Linked DNA regions of Neogale vison: region 1 is linked to region 2. The links are chromatin contacts, called in public Hi-C maps. All regions are on one chromosome and are shown on one strand. The core of a region is the stretch at or near the end of the contact, and the rest is flanking DNA. Distances in the headings are between cores, read along the strand shown.

What was found. A called contact is a pair of places that touch in the nucleus more often than the background predicts.
Region 1: a contact with region 2 is called in a Hi-C map of muscle, with 5 times the contacts expected there. The contact joins the enhancer-like site here to the promoter of GCLC in region 2. A contact is called at or near these places in 2 of 3 Hi-C or Micro-C datasets (fibroblasts and muscle).

What each region holds. Positions count from the first base shown.
Region 1 is chr1:99,632,871-99,640,157 of ASM_NN_V1, reverse strand. It overlaps KLHL31 (kelch-like protein 31), which reads left to right. Exons shown (of 5, transcript XM_044252977.1): 4 at 1,177-2,381; 5 at 4,077-7,287. The coding sequence starts at 1,210. The coding sequence ends at 4,809. Among named protein-coding and RNA genes, the nearest start is that of KLHL31, 71 kb to the left of the region's middle. Within about 2 kb of position 4,552, the one cell type or tissue checked has open chromatin away from gene starts, as enhancers often do. A contact at or near this core is called in fibroblasts, where this site is marked.
Region 2 is chr1:99,526,341-99,532,700 of ASM_NN_V1, reverse strand. It overlaps GCLC (glutamate--cysteine ligase catalytic subunit), which reads left to right and starts at 3,281. Exons shown (of 16, transcript XM_044252954.1): 1 at 3,281-3,853. The coding sequence starts at 3,704.

The DNA of each region.
Region 1 (7,287 bases), core at 3,303-5,802, 110 kb before region 2:
TTGTCAAGAATGTTACAAACATCTTTCACTATCAATGCTTGTCTTTTAAACATTTGATGTTTTATAGAAGTTGTGGGGTTTTGTTGTTGCTGCTGCTGTTGTTTGTATTCAGATGTTTCAGTCTTTTCCCTATGACTTCTGGATTTTGGGCTATGCTTAAGAGGGCCTTTCCTACCCTAAAATTAAAACAAACAAAAACCTACTTTGTTCTAGTTTTGTGTGTGTGAGTGTGATCTAGCAATTTCATCCATCTGGATGTTATTTTAGTGACTGCAGAGAGTAGAAATCAGTTGAACTAATGTATCGCTTCAAGTCCTTACCCATTGATTTTTAAGTTCCATATTTATTCTGATATGTATATATATATATATATATATATATGGGACGCCTGGGTGGCTCAGTTGGTTGGACGACTGCCTTCGGCTCGGGGCGTGATCCTGGAGTCCCGGGATCGAGTCCCACATCAGGCTCCCAGCTCCATGGGGAGTCTGCTTCGCTCTCTGACCTTCTCCTCGCTCATGCTCTCTCTCACTGTCTCTCTCTCTCAAATAAATAAATAAAAAATCTGATATATATATATATATATACACACACACACACACACATATTTTATATGGATTCCTGAACTTCAGTATTTTTCTGAGGAAAACTTTAGAATTTTAATCTTTAAGCCCTTCACGTGATGTTTAACTACTATTCTGTAATTGCTGTACAGCTAGATCAGAGACTATCTGGTCATTTCTGCTGTATAAAATGACTTGGCATAGGGAGAGGGTGGTGGGGTTATGGACATTGGGGAAGGTATGTGCTATGGTGAGTGCTGTGAAGTGTGTAAACCCGGCGATTCACAGACCTGTACTCCTGGGGCTAATAATACATTATATGTTTATAAAAATTTTTTAAAAATTAGTAAAATGACTTGGCAGTATAGCTACTGGGAGGTCAAATTTGATAGTATAAATCTTTCTAGAATTGTCTTCAGTGCTTGATGCTGAAGTAAACTCAATAAAATGTGCATTTAGTTTAATATAAGTCTTTAAATCCCTTTTGAAGTTTAATCTACATTACATCATTTAAAAACTATTATGGAAAAGAACGGTTTCTCATTGTAGCATTTCAAAGTCCAAAGAGCTGTTAAAATAAAACCATGCTTTTTTTTTTTTTTTTTTTTTTTAGCAATATCTTGCCTGTGACAGTGTGTTTGCCAACATGGCCCCCAAAAAGAAGACTGTAAAAAAGAGCAAAGGAGATATTAATGAGATGACCATAATCGTAGAAGATAGCCCTCTGAACAAACTAAACACTTTGAATGGGCTCCTAGAAGGAGGCAATGGCTTTAGCTGCCTTTCTTCTGAATTAACAGATGCTTCTTATGGCCCCAACCTCTTGGAAGGCTTAAGTAAAATGAGGCAGGAGAACTTCCTTTGCGACCTAGTCATTGGCACCAAAACGAAGTCCTTTGATGTTCACAAGTCAGTGATGGCTTCGTGCAGTGAATACTTCTACAACATCCTAAAAAAAGACCCATCTACCCAAAGGATAGATCTCAACGATATCTCACCGCTGGGCCTGGCTACTGTCATTGCATATGCCTATACTGGAAAGCTGACGCTCTCTTTGTATACTATAGGAAGCATTATCTCTGCTGCTGTCTATCTTCAGATCCATACCCTTGTAAAGATGTGCAGTGATTTTCTGATACGAGAGATGAGTGTTGAGAACTGCATGTACATTGCTAACATTGCTGAAACATACTCCCTGAAAAATGCCAAAGCAGCAGCCCAAAAATTTATCCGGGATAACTTCCTTGAATTTGCAGAATCAGATCAGTTTTTGAAACTTACATTTGAGCAAATTAATGAACTTCTCATAGATGATGACTTACAGTTGCCTTCTGAAATAGTAGCATTCCAGATTGCAATGAAATGGTTAGAATTTGACCAAAAGAGAGTGAAATATGCTGCAGATCTTCTGAGCAACATCCGCTTTGGTACCATCTCTGCACAAGACCTGGTCAATTACGTTCAGTCTGTACCAAGAATGATGCAAGACGCTGATTGTCACAAACTTCTTGTAGATGCTATGAACTACCACTTACTTCCATATCGTCAAAACACATTGCAGTCTAGGCGCACAAGAATCCGTGGGGGCTGTCGAGTCCTCGTCACTGTTGGGGGACGTCCAGGCCTTACGGAGAAGTCCCTTAGTAGAGACATCCTATACAGAGACCCTGAAAATGGATGGAGCAAGCTTACAGAAATGCCAGCCAAGAGTTTTAATCAGTGTGTGGCTGTGATGGATGGATTTCTTTATGTGGCTGGTGGAGAAGACCAGAATGATGCTAGAAACCAAGCCAAGCATGCAGTCAGCAATTTCTGCAGGTATTTGATCCTTTATTAGGAACTGAAATGGTTCAGTATTGTGAGGAAATTGCTCTGACATAGAAGTAAATGAGTCCTGCCTGTTAGCTTAGTTCATTGGCTCAGTAAATCAATAATGCCACATTACATATGTACAAAAGTCCACATTACATCAACTATATGCATATATAAAATGCACTCCAGATTTCTGAATAAGCCTATGAAATGAGCTGGGAAAATGTGGTTATTCAGATCTTACATGTAAGACATCTGATACCCAGACAAGTTATACCACAAGTGAGTGGTAATTCATATTCTCTCATTTATAGTAACATTCCCTTCACAGTACACTGTTTTTCTGAAAACAAACTGGGTACAAATTTAGTTTTTAACACTGAGTAATAAGAAAGGTCAAAATAATACAGAATTTCTTTTAAATGACTATTACTGATGACTGTCAGATTCATAATTGGCAAATACAATGAGATCATTTAAAATGTGGCAGGTCATTAATTCTTAATATTTTTTGAAGACTGAATTCTATAAAAACTGTCAATTTCTTTCATGCATGTAGAAATAGTTAGGGTATAATATATCCTTCAGAAAATGGAATTCGAATGCCATGTTGTCTGTGTATATTTATAATAAAAACACTTTCATATATATATGAAATGTCAGGAAGTCATGCTTACATCGTGGTATAACGATATACCTCATCATAACTGATGAGGAAGATCTAAAAATTTATAAAGCATATCATGAAAATACCCTTTATTATTTTATGTCTGTGTGTCATTTAAATGAATCCAATTAACTGATTTTTGCCCTTTATAACTATAGTTAAGTTTTGATTTGGAGGTTAAATGGGACAAAAATGAAGGAACATCAAACTATTGCAGGGAGGTCTGTGTTTACAATGCTTTGGAACTACGTAAACAGTTTAAAACAGGTTTTCTAGGACTGCTTATTTTCCTCCTGCTGATAACTCTGTTGGGTACTCAACCGTTTTTGCAGTATTGGTTTCAGTAGTTATAATAACTAATGTCAAACACTGAAAAGACAGATCTCTAAACTGAAAAATCTTACCTATGGATAAGTGCTAGAAAATAGAGAAATATCGAAAGTTAAGACTCTGGTGATGCTTTTGGACATGAGTTCCATTGATCTCATTCTAAGCAGATAGAAGACTTGGTTGAGTGACGTAGCTTTACTGTTCCAATGGCCAGGGGTCTGCCAGACCTGGAGAAGTCCAGTTAGCCAACTGCTATCTAATTAAGCAGTAAGAATGAGCCAGGGATGGCTGGTGTCTGAAGATGCGTGGAACTGACTTAAATGTGGCAGGGTTCCCTTTCTGATTGCCACAGATACCCAGCTTCCACCTGCCTCCCCCACAAGCTCCCGTCTCATAAACACACCCCTCCCCCCATGATGTGGGAGTACGGGAGAAGAGGACTGACGAGTGGCCTCTGTGGGGACTTCTCCAAGAGGCCCGATAAAGGCAACGGTTTTATAAACGGGAGGAGGGGGGAGTCGCAAACTCGTCACACTTCACTGGCTGAGAAACAAACCCCAGCCTGCTGGTGAGGAAGTGCGTTCTGTGCCTAGCGTAGCCTCCCTGCCTGAAGAGTGTCACCGTGGCCCCGCCGTGGGTTGTGGCGTCCCGTGGGTCCCTGGCCGCCGCCAACCTGGCTGTCACACTTGCTCTGCCATTTTCAGATACGATCCCCGCTTCAACACCTGGATCCACCTGGCCAACATGACCCAGAAGCGCACGCACTTCAGCCTGAGCGTGTTCAACGGGCTCCTGTTCGCCGTGGGCGGCCGCAATCCCGAAGGCAGCCTGGCCTCGCTCGAGTGCTACGTGCCCGCCACCAATCAGTGGCAGCCCAAGACGCCCCTGGAGGTGGCGCGCTGCTGCCACGCCAGCGCGGTCGCCGACGGCCGCGTGCTGGTGACCGGCGGCTACATCGGCAGCGCGTACTCGCGCTCCGTGTGCGCGTACGACCCCACCGGCGACTCGTGGCAGGAGCTGCCGGGCCTCAGCACGCCGCGAGGCTGGCACTGCGCGGTCACGCTGGCCGACCGGGTGTACGTGATGGGGGGCAGCCAGCTGGGGCCGCGCGGGGAGCGCGTGGACGTGCTGACCGTGGAGTGCTACAGCCCGGCCAGCGGCCAGTGGAGCTACGCGGCGCCGCTGCTGGTGGGCGTGAGCACCGCGGGCGCCTCGGCGCTGCACGGCCGCGCCTACCTGCTGGGGGGCTGGAACGAGGGCGAGAAGAAGTACAAGAAGTGCATCCAGTGCTTCAGCCCGGAGCTCAACGAGTGGACGGAGGACGACGAGCTGCCCGAGGCCACCGTGGGCGTGTCCTGCTGCACCCTCTCGATGCCCAACAGCGTGACCCGGGAGTCCCGAGCCAGCTCGGTGTCCTCGGTGCCAGTCAGTATCTGAGCCCAGGTAGCTGCGGGGACGCAGGAAGGGCAAACAGGCGTTCGTGGGTTCGCGGAAAGGAAAATACGTACCATTTACTACAATGATTGTATCTTACGCCGTATAGAGGCGTCTGTCTTGGTAGTTTTGAATTCCTGGTAGGGCGGGCGTAATCTACCTCTTAAAAAAAAAAAAAAAAAGGCAAAAGACGGGGCCCTGGCCAACAAAGAAAAGAAACCATTTATTTCAGCGGCCACTAGGTGGCAGACAGAATTCGTCGTAGGCACTCGTCCCACCGGGGCATGGCCCCTTCGTGGATAGCGGTTACACCCACATTTGAGATTTTTCTTCTACCTTTAGTACACATGAAGCTTATGTGAGTAAGCAATTTCAGGTACGAAAGTTGATCTTCTTCTCTCGTCTTTTTCTTTAGGAAATTAAAAGTGTTCAGTTATAGCTTTTATTTTAAAATGGAAGTCCATCTATATCCATAAAGATTAAATTCTACGTTTAAATACAGTTTCTTTTCCCTTACGCGACTGAGTAAAGAATATTGAAAGGCGTCCCATGATAAAGTTCTAAAACTTAAAACAAGGTTTGACTGGAGAGTAACAGGGATTCCTCCCTGGACTGTCACACTGATCCCTTTGGTTTATCCCTTAATTCTTCTCTAATTCTGTGCCTCAGTCCCCAGGGTATTTGCTATCGAAAAATACTTGCTCTCAAAGAAGAAGCTACTAGTCATTTAGTTTATGGTGTAAATTTTGTAAATTTCAGTCATTTTGTTGTTTCTCCTGGACGTATTTGCACTTTAACCTTTGTCCCCTATTAAAGGAATTGCCAGTATCATGGCAGTCTTACTTTGACCCTAAAAAGATGCAACCTTGACCCTAATATATGCCCCAAGAAGAACACCAGATAAAACTATGGCTGTAAGGACTATTAACTTAAAGCTTATATATCCCGTAGATTATACGACTGATAGCAATAATTTGATTTCCCTCATTTTTTATATGGATGAGAATGAAGGGAACATTTGGAATTCTTAGGTTTGGCAGTAACAGGATGAATGGCTTCTCCTGTTGGTAAATGTCACCGTTTCCCATTTCACAGCAATTCTCCTGATTTCCTAATTAAAACTCTAACACATTCATTTCACATGGACATAATAATGCCCTTCTGTTCTATATGTTTTAACTTCATCTGCTCCAAATTAGCTTTGCAAATTAAAATGTATCCACTGGATATCATTTTTCTTACATATTTGCCAAGTTTTAGAGCAAGGGAATGATTGTAGTAAATGATATATATTTTCCTTTCTTACAATTAATCACTCTACTCTTTGGTGGTTTATTTGTTTTGGAGATGTGGCCTATCAATTATGGGTTATGTGCAATTGGTTTTTGAAAAATAAAACTATTTAAATGGTTAACCATGAGATGTACGGAAATCTAACTGGGTTTTCATTAATCCCATTTCTCCTACCCTGTGTAGCTAGGTTGTTGCTAGAGTTACAATATTTATATTTAAAATATTTTATTTGAACTGTGAAAAGTGATTCATATAGTACACTTTGTGGAACAATTTTATTTCAATCAATAACAATTTTATTTCATCGCCCCTTATGAAAAATTCAGTCTATGTATATTTAACAGTAACACTTGGTAAAGCGTACAACACTGTAAACTAAGAACAAGGCATTATTAATGTAAAAACACTGGGCTGTCTCCTCACCCCACACAGAACATTCGGAGCTTCTCCAAGTAGGGAGTAGGTCTAAAGGCACCTGCTCCCTTGACTCATTCTCTGGCCACACTGGAGAATAAAGCTGTACAAGAAACAAGTTTATGGAACAAGTTAAATCATTGAGCCCCTTAAGCTATCAGCGTACTAACTATAGATAATTTTTGTCCTTGCAGGATCTTTGGTAAAATAAACTTCATTTTTAATAAATTAGTTTGGCCACAACTAACAAAACCTATGTGAGGGTGGCTATGACATCTTTTAGTTTGGTATAAATATAATATATTCTTGTACACTTGAGCAGCCTATAGTATCTTATAAATTTTGAAAGGAAGAAAGGTGATTTATTGTGGATCACAGGTCACAAGTGGGGCAAATAGGCATAATTCCTGATGTAGATGTGTCTCCCATTGAGATTCTAGAGGTTTTGTGACGTGGAGGACCTAAGGCTTGGAATGAAATAGGAATCAATCAGTTGTAACATTTTATCTTGGACGAATGAGGAGAGATTGAAACGAGAGGGTTCTTCAGCCTTCAGAGCTTGGTAAGAGGTTGTCCACAGACTTGGCAGTGGCTTTCTAGACATGAGAGTGAAGACATGTTAGCTCTGGATAAATCATTTAAAATGGCCATGTAACATATTTTCCATATTGTTTATCTGAAGATTCCGAAAACACACCTTTCGGGGCTTACCAGGTTCCCGGGTGCGTCGCTGTTCTATCTTCTGCCTCAACAGTTTGGTCAATAAATAAAGAC
Region 2 (6,360 bases), core at 2,032-4,531:
GGAGTGAGAAGATTGGAGCGCAGAGACTTTGCCCCCCAGCAGCATCCCCGGCATTGACCTCTAGCACGGAAACCGCACAAAGTGCTGAGTCACTGGGAGGCGGCACCGCGCGCCTAGAGGCGGGCCTGGCGCAGTCACGTGGCGGGGGCTCTATCACAACAACGACGCGGCGTGCAGCGTGCAGCGCCCGGGGCCCGCGCCGCTTCCTCCCGCGACTGAGCTGCTCTCCGAGCATGCTCAGCTCGACCCCGCGGTTGCGCCGCGTCGCCAGCCTCCCGGCTCCACGGTCCGGGTTTTCCGGGCAGTCCTGGAGGCGGGGCTTGCGGCTGTACCCCGTGTAGGAGGCGGGGAACCCTTGTCGCAGCTGGCGGTGGTTGATTCAGGGGGACTGAGTCCGGGTTTTTTTCCGAGAAGTATGTGAACAGGCATCCGCAGTTGGGCAGGCCTGGAGAAGAGCTGATTCTGCTGTCTACGAGCGCCTTTTCCGCTTAGCGACCATGAAAACCCTAAAAGATCTGTCCGGGGCTGGTCTCTGAAAACTTAGTCGTAGGAGTACAGAAGGAGAAGTAAACTTAAAAATGAAAAACGCTGTCAAATAGAGGGGATTGATTGTTGTTGAATGTGACTTCAGTTGATCTGTGGTGGGTTAACCCCCACCCCTCCCTCCACCTGTAACAGTAATTGGTAAAGGCACTGCGGCGACCATGGTTTAACTTTGACTTAACTGCCCAATAGTGCCACCGTGCCGCACCCGATTTGAGATTGAACAGAGCGCGGGGGCCCTTCAGAGTGCTGGCTGAATTCGGGTGGGAGAGGCCCCCTTTTGTGTCAACCGGAATCTGGGGCTGAATGACTCAAATTACAGTATTAACTGTCACTACATTCAGTACCTCGTAGAGCTTTGGCTAGACTTGAACTTAGTCTCTTAGTGAACCACCCTTGTGCCTGTATTCTTCATTAAAACGAAACTGATACTCTCCCAAGAGCCCAGCTTCAGGTATTGTGAGGAAATCCAGCAGGTGTAGGAGAAAAGTGTGTGCGTTGCAAAGTGTAAATGTCTACACCTGCTGTGTTTCAATTAAGTGGAATGCGAGCTACAGAGATAATCTTAAATTTCTCATGAACCATCTTTAAAAACTAAAAAGAAGCAGGTGAATTAGTTTAAGCACTATACTGTATCTTAACATATCCAAAATACAGTTACAACATGTAGTCAATATATGATTATTAATAAAATATTTACATTTTTATTTTTGTACTGTCTTTGAATCTAGTACCTCTCCTAGGCCACTAAATTTTCATTGGAAATACTCGATCTTTCCATATCAGAAATTTAACATACCCAAAAGTAAATTCACATTCCCGACCTGCTGCAAATTTATGTAAAAGTTTTCCAGTAACCAAATGGAATATCAATTTTGAAATTTATATTTAACTGGGTTAGAATAAAACTAAAATTCAGTTTTACAAATTAGCCATGTGTCAAATACTCAGTAGCCGCATGTGGTTGATGGCTATTGTGTTGAACAATGCAGGCCTATGCAAATGTGAGATGAGATTTTGAGAATAAAAAATGATCTTTTAGGTCCCTCTCCTGCATATGAAACATGAGCAACACAGCCTCCCCAACTTCCTACACTCCCTGCCTTCCATAGGAAGCCAAGATTTATACAAGCACTTTTCTATTAAAAAAAAAAATCAAAACATATAAATCATCTCTACCCTTAGAGGAAGTCACTAGTGTGGAGATTTTTTTAAATGATTTTATCCTACTGTAGAAACAGATGCATGTACAAATGCAACCAAATTAGGGAGAGGAATAGCTGGGACTCAACAGATAAACAGGAATGTGTCAGGTGGACAATTCCAAGCAGGGAAAAACAGTGGAAGGCCAGGACTGAACAAGCCTGGTGATATTGGTGCAGAGGGTAAAGGAAGAGTGGGTGCAGTATATGAGGTTGCTGAGTCAACCATGAACAAGTTAGAATGAGTTTTGGTTTGTATTCTTGCTGTGTGCTCTGGATGGAAACATCACCTGAGCTTCAAACACCCCCACAGCCCTGCCCCCATCCGCACGCCACACATACACACACTCCACTGTGGAAATTACAGCCAGACCTTGGGTATCCATGTCTCCAATCCCTGAGAAGGACACATCCACTATGAAGGGGTGTGGGAGAAGAGAGTCCTACAGCTCTGTATTCATTCAGCAGTTAATGAATGCTTACTAATGTTAGCTTTGTAGTTGATGGATGTGAGCACAATAAATACACACGTTCTGGCCTCAGTACATGTGTGATCTAGTTGCTGTCTCTTTTCCCTCCTTGACATCATCACTCTGTCAACACAGATTTATGGGGGTGAGGTACCGCCTTTCTCTTTCCCACCATGACAGGATCAATCCCAGTTGTTTCTAATATTTTCTCCTTGGTAAGCTCATGAAAACATCATTTTAGTCACATAATGGATGAATATTAGCTTTGGATGGGGGATATGCTGTTGGAGATGATTCCTTTAAACATCCGTCTGAAGATGTTGACAAAGTCCCTTTTGTTGCCATGAGTGGTGTCTGAGCCATCCAAAGACTTTATGTCATCAAATAATTAATTTAGAGAATACACAAATACTTGCAATAACACATTGTATATACATAAACCCTGTAGACAAATTGATTCCTCTTAACAGCCAGGTAATTTATTGGCCATCGACCCCAAGCACGTCTGCATCGTGCGCACTCTTACAACAGCCATAAAAGACAGAATTCATATAATTTTACACGGGTATGGAGATAACGTGCCCAAGATCTCACAGTCAGTAGATAGTGGAAACTGGAATTGAACAGGTGTTTCTTCTGACTCCCAAGCTATGATATTATTACCATACCCTGCAGCTCTCACCTGTTTTTTATGAGCGTGAGGCCTTTTCTCACCTCAAAATGAATACATTGGGTTGTTCATTAATTCAAATAACCAAATTTCTTCCCCAGCTCAAAGTTTATCTCTTCGGGTTAGAGAACACAGGTTTTCCCCTATCTCCTTTGCTTAAAGCGTGCGGAACCTCGCTCCCCACACCCCCGCCCCTTTGACTCCGCCCCAACCACGCCTGCGCACGCCTCCTCCGAGGCCTTCGTTGAGGCTCTTTGGGCGCTCGGCCACACCTCCTCTCCTGCACCGCCTTCTTTCCCCGCCCCCGCCCGTAGTCTATAAAATCCGGAGCGACGGATCGCACCCTGGAGCTGCGAGTGAGCAGATAGGAAGACTGGGCATGCTCTGTGGCGGCGCAGGTCTTGGTCACAAGTAGGAAGAAGCCAGTGCACGACACCGGTAAAGAGAAGCGAGAGCCGCTGCCGCACTGTGGCTGTAGGGTCCGTCGCCGCCGCCTCGGAGCAGCAGCGGGACGGGAGCCGGAGCGGGCGGAGGGCGAGGCCGCCGAGCCGAGAGCCATTCAGCCTGCCCTCCCGTCCTCTGCCTCCGTGTCCGCGCGGCGCGCCGGACCCCTGAGTCGGTCACCTGGGCGGCCAGGACCCCGCGCGGGGGAGCGGAGCGGACCCTCCCTCCGCCAGCTGTGGTCCAAGGGCGCCCCCACGGGGCGCAGCAGCTGCTGCCTCCGCCGCTTTTAGCCGGCAGCTGAGTGTCGGACTCGCGCCCCGCGCGCTGAGCCAGCGGCCGCGGTCAGCCCCGAGGAGAAGGAGGAGGGGGCAGCCATGGGGCTGCTGTCCCAGGGCTCGCCGCTGAGCTGGGAGGAGACCAAGCGCCATGCCGACCACGTGCGGCGGCACGGGATCCTCCAGTTCCTGCACATCTACCACGCCGTCAAGGACCGGCACAAGGACGTGCTCAAGTGGGGCGACGAGGTGAGCGCCCGCGGCCTCCGCCCCCGCCGGGCGCCCCTGTCAGGCCACCTCGCGTCTCCTTTGTTCGGCGAGGCGCGCCCCGCGCCCCCAAGGCTGTCCGCGCCCTGCGGTGCGCCCCGAGGGTCCCCGGACGCGTCCCCGCCCGGGTGCGCTGTCCCTGCTCTCCCCCGACTGGCGTCCGGAGCTCTCCCGAGCTTGGGGCCCTGCCCGAGCCTTCTCACTAGACTTCCCTCTCCCATTCATTCATTCTTAGGGTTTTCCCCTTCGTTGAACAAATGGGTTAGGCGCTGGGAGGGCGCGAGCGTGAGCAAGTGTGACATTTGGTGCCTCCAGGAGTTTTCAGTCTGGTGTATCTGCCGGCCGTGTATCGCGCTCTCGCGTCCGGTGTCAAAATACGCTTTTGCGATCAGTTGAGGGGGCCAGGTTGTCCTAGAAGGACCGTGGCCGCTAGGATTCAGGTCTTCAGGATGTTCGCGTCTGCCCCATCTCCTGCAGGTTCCTTTTTAAACCTCCAGCTGCTTCTCATCAGCTCCCTCTCACTCTCTTCACACGCCCTTCCTCGCCCTCCACGCTTTGCCACCACTTTTTAGGCACAGAACAGGCATTACAACTCGGTTTTCCTGAAGAGGGCGAAACTTTCTTGTACCACCATGCATGGGAACTCTTCAAGCTTCGCAGTTGGGATTTGTTAGTGCCTTTCCGTGGCCTGGATCCTTTCTTTACAAGTCAGTTTCAACATGTGTTCTGCCTAGAGCTGAAATGTCTTTGAATTTTCAATTTGTTGAACCAATTTGTTGAACCATTGTTTATTGGAATGATGTGGAAAGCATTGCGCCCCCCCTTTAGATTTAATTTTCTTCTGCCAAAGCTTTTTGTGCTCTCTTTCCGTTTTTTAAAGTCACATGTAGATACCATTCAGATAATCCGATGCTTTTTTGAAAAGTGCTATTTTTTTTTTTTTAACCATTTGGGTTCCATCGCTTGCTCAGGTGCAAATTTCTCTCTTAGTTGATGTTATTACTCTTGACCCAGGCGTCAGGGTGGTGCTACGCTGAGGCAATATCTGCTTCCTTGTAAAATTAGTTTGTCAGTTTCAAAAGTTGGACGATAATTCTGATTTTTACAGTTGAATTGCAATGTTTTAAGTTTCAAAAGTATAATAGCAATTCACATTTATACTAGAAGGGATTTATCATACTTTGGACAGAAAAGAGGTGTGGTATTGTGTTCAGTAATTCTTCAGTTTGATTCTGAAGTTCCTTGTTGCTTCGTAGCATCTGACATTGTGTGTTCATTTGCGTATTGTGTGCATTTAGTGATCTGTGCTCTGTCCCCAGGTCCTGGATTTTTTTTTTTTTCCTGTCCCACATCTCTTTGCTTATTTTCCCCCTAATAAACCAGCGTCTTTTGGAGTAGGGAATTTTGCAGGTCATGATCCGTGAGCAGGTTGACAGACAAATTTAGGTTCTCCTTGACTTTTTTTTTCCTCTCCAGAACTTAAAAAAAAAAAAAGTGAAATGGAATCAGATGAAGAGGATTACTTTGTCATAAAGAGGCAGCGTAGCATGTCAAACTTTTGAGTTATTTAAGAGTGCATGTGAGCAGGTCTGTATAGAGCCACATGTAAATTATTTCTTAGTATGGTTGCCAACTTAAGGAGTTTGAAAACCAGAGTCTCTTATTTATCATGGGAGGCTTCCTTGATGAGATGAGCTTCAGCAAAAGAGGAGGAGAGACGTTAACTACTTCGGTGTTAACTACTTCGGTGTTAGCGCCGTTCCTCGCACAGAGGAACTCACAGATCACATCTGCTGAAGTAGAAGTCTGCAGGCAAGGTCTAGTGGCAAGCAAGCACGTATTGTATGCAGAAGTCTTGAGAAGTCACTGAGAAACCAGCTGGGTAGATGGATAAAGTAGAGAAGGGTGTGGTGGGTGGTGTGGCCCTTGGAGATGGGGGATGGCTTTGCCAGGCAGAAAATGGTGTTTGAGATGTGATATGTTGGACTGCTTGATATGATATCAAATGACTGCTTTTTGTGGGAACTTTTAGTCTTAGAAGCCAAAAAAAAAACCAAAACAAAACAAAAAACCACCTAAAACCATGGTTAGGAGACCCTGCCTTTTGGAAATGCTTAGCCCTAGTTCCTAGGACAGTATCTGTATCTGGTAGTGTATATCAGAAAGAACCCTGGATTTGTAATGCCACTTGTATCCTATTCCAGAACCTGCCAAACTGCCTGTATGATTGTGAGCCTTAGTTTCCTCTTGTGGAAAATGACAGGGTTGGACTCACCTAGCTTTTGTAGTTTGAGTAAGAACCGTTTCAATAACCTTTTTTAATATTAAAAATTAAAAAAATTTTTTTAATGTACACATTTTTTTTATGTACACATTTCAACCAGAATGTTATTTTTGAAATTCACCTGTAGATAGTCTTTAAACTCTTAAAGCAAAGGCTACGAATCGCTGAGGTAAAAATGGGTTGTATTCTAAAAGTGTGTGCTGGC